2 separate regions of the Ovis aries genome follow, and region 2 is linked to region 1. A link is a contact called in public Hi-C data. All regions are on one chromosome and are shown on one strand. Each heading gives the region's core, a stretch centred on a gene start, on an enhancer-like site or on the middle of the called end of the contact. The rest is flanking DNA. Distances are from core to core; before and after follow the strand shown.

Evidence for each region. A called contact is a pair of places that touch in the nucleus more often than the background predicts.
Region 2: a contact with region 1 is called in a Hi-C map of liver, with 4 times the contacts expected there. The contact joins two enhancer-like sites. A contact is called at or near these places in 2 of 16 Hi-C or Micro-C datasets (liver and mixed tissues).

Annotation. Positions count from the first base shown.
Region 1 is chr2:24,462,481-24,465,828 of ARS-UI_Ramb_v3.0, forward strand. No RefSeq gene overlaps it. Among named protein-coding and RNA genes, the nearest start is that of GADD45G, 69 kb to the left of the region's middle. Within about 2 kb of position 1,816, at least 8 of the 54 cell types and tissues checked have an H3K27ac peak or open chromatin away from gene starts, as enhancers often do. A contact at or near this core is called in liver, where this site is marked.
Region 2 is chr2:24,779,941-24,783,367 of ARS-UI_Ramb_v3.0, forward strand. No RefSeq gene overlaps it. Among named protein-coding and RNA genes, the nearest start is that of GADD45G, 390 kb to the left of the region's middle. Within about 2 kb of position 2,106, at least 5 of the 54 cell types and tissues checked have an H3K27ac peak or open chromatin away from gene starts, as enhancers often do. A contact at or near this core is called in liver, where this site is marked.

The DNA.
Region 1 (3,348 bases), core at 566-3,065:
GGCAGTGGCCATGCAGCCCACCTTCCGCTGGTGGCCTGCTTGCTGGGAAGGCAGCTGCACCTGCGCCAGGCCTGCTCTGCCCCTGCTTTCCCCTCGCTGCATGGGACCTGACCTGACCTGACCTCCGCAGCCAGCCCTGCTGTGGCCCTCCCAGTCACATCAAGGGCCTGTGTGAAGGCTTGTCACTGAGTCTGAGGGAGGTTGTGGGCCCCTGGGCTCTGGGCGGGGCAGGCCCCAAGCCAGGGCCGAAGCATGCTCTCCCCTGGGACTTTTCAGCGGGGTTTGGAATGTGTGTTGACACAGGGCATTAAGATGGTGGGACGGGAAATGGGGAAAGGTGGGCTGGCACCATCCAGTGGGCACTGAGAGGCCTGCTGAATCTTTAGGTTCTTTCCAGTGCTTCAGAAGGAAGACCTAAGGACACCTGGAGCACTTCCTGTTTGATCTGGGGTCCCTCTCTTAGAGGTGAGGGCTGTCGTGTGCCATAGGGAACAGGCTGGTCTTAAACAGCCACCCAACCTGGGCGACTGCTTCAGTATCCTCTTGACAAAGGGTGGGAGGAGCTGAGTTTCTTTGCTGACTCACAACCACATTTAGGAACAGTTCCAGGACAGAGTTCCAACACTGTTTGGAATAAGATCCTGAGAGTAAGCACAGGGCCCACCAGGAGACTCCCTTGCTAGATGTCTTTGGTGGTATAAATTCTGGCAGGTTTGATAAAGCAATCTTGGAGAAGAAACAGGCTTGTTCATTGATGGTCCATCATGTCCATTTTCTGGAGGATTCTGAGTTGAGTGGTATGAGTGCCAGCTACCACTGTGGAGTCCAGCAGACAGCTGTCCTGGAGAAATCTGATATGAAGGATATGTGTGTGCCCCTGTGCATGTGTGTGCATGTGTGCATGAGTGTGTGGAGGTGTGGACCCATGTGTGGAAGTGTGCATGTGTGTTGGTAGGTATGATAGTTACTTAGTTGCATCTGACTCATTTCGACCACATGGGTTATAGACCACCAGGCTCCTCTGTCCATGGAATTCTCCAGGCAAGAATACTGGTGTGGGTAGCTGTTTCCTTCTCCAAGGTCTTCCTGACCCAGGGATCCAACTCAGGTCTCCCACATTGCAGACAGATTCTCTACTGTCTGAGTCACCAGGGAATCCCCACGTATGATTGTATGCATGTGCATATATTTGTGTGTGTGCGTGCATCTGGAGGGCAATCCAAGGGCTGGGATGAGGAATTCAGCCCCCAAGGGCCCTTAGCACCAATGCAATGAGTCAGCAGGATTCATGAGACCCAGAGGCATATGGAGGTCTCAATCTGTGTCTGCTAGGTTCTTCTGTCCAGCCTGTGTGCACGTCCCCTGCTTCTGTATGAAAGACAATTTGGAGCAAATATGACTCGGCATGTTCCTGACTCCCAGTTCCTGGGTGGGTTTTCAGCTCCCTTCACCCGACCAGTGATGAGCATACCCAACAAGTGTGGCCAAGCAGTTAGGTTGTTCTGAGGCCCTGGCCTTCCTAGGTGCTGGGTTCCTTCGCTGGGGAGGCAGGCTGGGATTTTGAACCAGTTTTGCAGCTGTATATATATCATGAACTACACACCACTCCAGGGAAATGTGGGCAGCACCCTGAGAGCAAATGCCTTGATACTTTGTAGTGAAACTGGGGTAAATCAAGCCTCACATCCACCCCCTCAGGTTGACCTTTGCCTGCAAACGAGTTACGAAACAATTTTCAGTTCTCAGAGCTTTTTGGATTTTGAATGACTGATAAGGACTTACAGATCTGCAAAAATAAACAGACCCAGTTGACACAGCTAGACTTTAAAGTCAGACCTGGGTTTTGTGGGCACATAGTCTGTGTGTGTGTGTGTGTGTGTGTGTGCGCGTGTGTGTGTACACGTGTGTACTCTCTCCAGGCCTTAGGATGGTAGTGAGGTCAAAAGCCATCCGTAGATTAGCCCCCTGCTCAGGGCCCCAGCTGAAAGTGGCCCAGCTGCTGCCCCTCGGCAGCAGCAGCAGATGGCCCCTTGCCCCAGGCGGGCAGGGTTGGGGGCAGGGAGGCCAGGGCTGAGCTCTCAGCTCCAGGCTGCCAGCCCCCTCCTCCTCCCCCATCACTTTCCTCAGCCAAGAGCGCCTGAAATGGTCAGTAGATGCTGAGAGGGGACCCAGAGTGGGAGGCAGCTCAGGTGGGAAGAAAGGGGGACCTGGGGACTCTGCGGCTGCTCTCAGGGACGGAGAGCTCAGAGTGAGATTTCGGGGCTGGCAAGCGAGGTGAACATCCCTTTGACTATCTGGAGGCAGGGTGCATTTAGCAAAAACACTGCCCACCTAAGTGCCAGCTTCGGGACTGGTGCTGACACTTAAGCTCTTAGAACGTGTCTGCACGGGAGCCAACGGGGTCTGGGGTTAGAGAAGACATGACTCGTTTGTCACAATGTGATGCCACTCTTGTCCCCCTGTGGCCCTCAGATTGCTTTCCCTTCTCAGCAGAGGCCTGAGGCTGGATCTATCCTCTCAGGCTCTTAGGGAAGCCTAGCTCAGTGATGAAGCATCTTTGAGGGGGAAGCTGTCCTCCACACAAGGCTCCGAGTCAGGGCTGGGTAATGTCATAAGGGATGCAGGCCTACACGGGTGATGGGGGATCCTGAGTCCTGAGTCGGGACTACAGAGTGTCTAACATTGCCTAGGACAATCCATGGTCCTGGCTGAAAGAGTCACCCAGGTCTTGGGGTTGCCTGAGGCCCAGTGAGGCTAGATTGGGTTTCCCACACCCTCAGACAGACGGGACCTAGAGTTACTTTTGCACTCCTCCCTGGTGGCTCAGATGATAAAGCATCTGCCTGCAACATGGGAGACCTGGGTTCGATCTCCGGGTCAGGAAGATCCTCTAGAGAAGGAAATGGCAACCCGCTCCAGTATTCTTGTCTGGAGAATCCCATGGACAGAGAAGCCTGGTGAGGTACAGTCCATGGGGTTGTAAAGAGTCAGACATGACTGAGAGTTACTTTTAAGTTAATTTAAACAAAAATAATAAGAGGCGATATATTTCTGCAGAAACTAAATATATCACCTGAGGTCCATTGTGAACATCACCATGCAGAGCATTTTACCCACTCTGGGGAGACAGAGGAACCTGGAGCTGCAAAGTCATCTCAGACTCTGATGTTGAGGGAAATGCTCTGGGACTGTGACTCCCTTGTGAGCACAGAAGACCTTTTGAGAGAGGGGTTTCCTACTTGAAAGGTTCTGCAGCCAGAATCAAGGGTCTAGAAACTCCTTATCATACTTTCTTTTCTCGCACTGAAGATTAAAAGAATTTTAAAATAATTCTGAGATATACTATAC
Region 2 (3,427 bases), core at 856-3,355, 320 kb after region 1:
CCTCCCAGAATATTGGAAATAAAAGCAAAAATAAAATGGGACCTAATTAAAATTAAAAGCTTCTGGAACTATACTCTTAAGTGTTGTCCATCTTACTCCATGGAAATGATATCTCAATACTAATGGATAAAATCCTACCCAGTAATACCATATTTCTATGGTTATCTTTCAGCAGCCCATGAATAAAAGCTCTTGTTACACAACATCCCTACCAGCATGTCATAGACCCAGTTTTTTTGGATTTCAGCTATTTTAGTAGATACGATAGCTAGCTTCCCCCAGAGCAATTAATCCAAGAGGTCAAGCAGAAGTTGCAATGTTTTTTATAATCTAGACTCAGAAGTCTAATACTCACCATCACTCACATACCACCACTTCTTCAAATATTCTATTTGATACATAGGTCAGCCCTGACTTATTGTGGGAGGAAACTGTAATATACACATACACAGTAAAGATCACAGGGAGCACAGCTAGAACGCCAGCTACAACTTTCACACAGGCGAATTTTTCTCCAAGATATGATAAGTGCACTGTGCCAAAATTAACTGTTTGCTGAGAGATTTCTCCCAATTAGATCCAGTGTACAGGGTTAGGGGCAAAGTGAAAGTGAAAGTCATCACTCAGTCGTGTCCAACTCTTTGGGACCCCATGGACTGTAGCCTGCCAAGCTCCCCTGTTCATGGAATTCTCCAAGCCAGAATACTGGAGTAGGTAGCTTTTCCCTTCTCCAGGTCTCCCACATTGTGGGCAGATTATTTACAGATGAGCCACAAGGGAAGTCCAAAAATACTGGAGTAAGGGAAGCCAGAATACCAGAGTAAGTAGCCTATCCCTTCTCCAGCAGATCTTTCTGACCCAGGAATTGAACCAGGATCTCCAGCATTGCAGGCAGATTCTTTACCAGCTGAGCTATCAGGGTAGTCCTCTAGGGTTAGGGGCAGCTGGTGTCAACTGACTGGCTTCCTTTTATTCTTACACCTTCTTTCCTGCAGTGAGTGGTGTCTCTACTCAGCAAGTATGCAAATAGAAACCTAGATCTCTCCTTGTCATCTCCTTTTCCTTCTCTCTTCATCCCAGTCAATGTCTCTCTAGTTCAAATTTTCTCCTCACTTCCTGTTAACTGGTATATGCTATCGCTTCCTTCCTTCTGGCACTTTTACTGCTCCTGATCTAGTTTCTTATTAATGCCAGTCTTTCCTCCTAGACAATAATCCCCATGACCTCCTGACCAGACCTGCTGTCATCCACTATTATGTCTCCAATACTGTACTTTCCCCCTGGGAAGTACTGGTAAAGTCTTGCCAGACATCCTAGAACTGTCCTCTTCCATGATGAGTGCAGCTGAGGAATAAACCTCCCAGGAAGTTAATACCATGATGTGGCCTAATTATTTTGTGTCTCTTTCTTCCACAACTGAAAAAAACTGATTTATTGATGCATTCAGTATCTTGTCCAATTACTTACCCATTGGGTGCCTGCTAGACAGTACGCAGGTCTTCCCAGGTGGCTCTAGTGGGAAATAACCCACTGGCCAATGCAGGAGACTTAAGATGCTGTTGGATTCCTGGGTCAGGAAGATCCCCTGGAGGAGGGCACAGCAACCCATTCCAGTATTCTTGCCTGGAGAATCCCATGGACAGAGGAGCCTGGTGGGCTACAGTCCATAGGATTGCAAAAGGTTGGACACAACTGAAGTGACTTAGCACAGCACAGCCCAGATAACAGACACTCTGGTCTTAAGGAGAGGGAAAATTTCATAGCTGCTCCCATCACAGGTGGATAGGACTCTGATGCCTGAAAAGATGAACTCAATCCTCTACCTGGAGACACATAACAAGGCAGTGGGAGTCAATCTGTGTTTCTCAGACAGGAGAAGACAAAACAGTCAACAGGGAGAGTGGGAAGAGGAATTCTGTGCAAAACCATGAAGGCGTGCACCAAGGGCAAAGACAGGGAAAGTATCTTTTCAGACAGTTTGGTCTTGTGACTGCATACAAAAGGCAATTGGAGGTCAGAGTACAAAAGTCAGAGGGCAACAGATCATGGCATCATGAGGAGCCTGTGTGCAGCTTTCTGTTTTGGAAACAGGAGGTGGCCAGGGCAGCAGCATTACTGACCCTGTGATGAGGTGGGGGCTGGGCTCACAGACTGTCCTGCATATGCTGCTCATGTGCCTGTGATTCCCATCATCATCTGCCCTACCTTTGTTTTGGTTCATGGAATCGTAATGGACAGACTGACCAGAAACAAGTGTCCTCTCTACAAACAGACATGGGTTAAGGGCAGTGGTGAGTAGCTTTGTCATCATTGCTCCATACAACCATCCACTCTACTGTAAAGACCTGTAGTCAATAATGCAGAATATTTAGTTATCCTACCAGTAGGCACATTTTGGAGTCAACCTGCATGGTAAGCCTGGAGTCAGATGGGATGAGTGTGGAAAAGAAGAGAATGCGCACTAGCATCGAGGGGACGGTGGGGAGTGGTGTTCTCAGGAAACAGCCACTTTAAGAAAGGGAGGAGGAGAAGTCACAGAAGAAAGAAGCGCCTCAGGGTATGGGGTAGATTGCTGGTGATCAGAATGGGAGCACAGAGACTTTGGAGAGGGAAGGGAAGTTGGGCCCCGGAGCAAAGACAGTTCTTTCCTTTTTCAGGCTTTGTAGAGCTTTGACAAGCACATTCATCGGTTTCAAGCCAAGGCATGTTTCTAGTGAAGTGGCACTGAGAGCCTCAGGGTTTGTTCTCTGACTGAATTGTCCTCAGATAGAGTGAGTGGACTGAGCTGGCCTGAGCACATGCTGGTACAAAGTGTTTCTGTTTGAGTAAGAACTCGGGTTACTGACCACAGTTGCCTGAGCTCATGCTGGCTGAGATGCAATTTGCTCTTATCGAAACTCATAGTACTAGTTACTTTATTTATTGACTTATTTGTGTTTATTTGGGCTTCCTAGGTGACACTAGTGGTAAAGAACCCACCTACCAATGCAGTAGACATAAGAGATGCGAGTTTGATCCCTGGGTCAGGAAGATTCCCTGGAGGAGGGCCTGGCAACCCACTCCAGTATTCTTGCCTGGAGAATTCCATGAACAGAGGAGCCTGGTGGGCTTCAGTTCTTAGGGTTGCACAGAGTCAGACACGACTGAATCGACTTAGCACATTTGTTTATTGCTGTCCAAATTTAAAAAGACTTTGGCACTTAGAACATCTTCTTGTCTGATATTGAAGCTCACATTCTGTACTATTAGCCAAGTGTGGAGAGACATTTCTAAAAGGTTATGACAATAGGGGGAAATGACTCTGGAACCTTTTCTGTAAAATCAGAATGAATAAGTCACATTCTTACTTGCACAGTGAATTGACTGGGATTGGGAGTTTTTACCTGCAGAATCTTCTCTGTGGATGGGGGAAGATGTGAGACACACC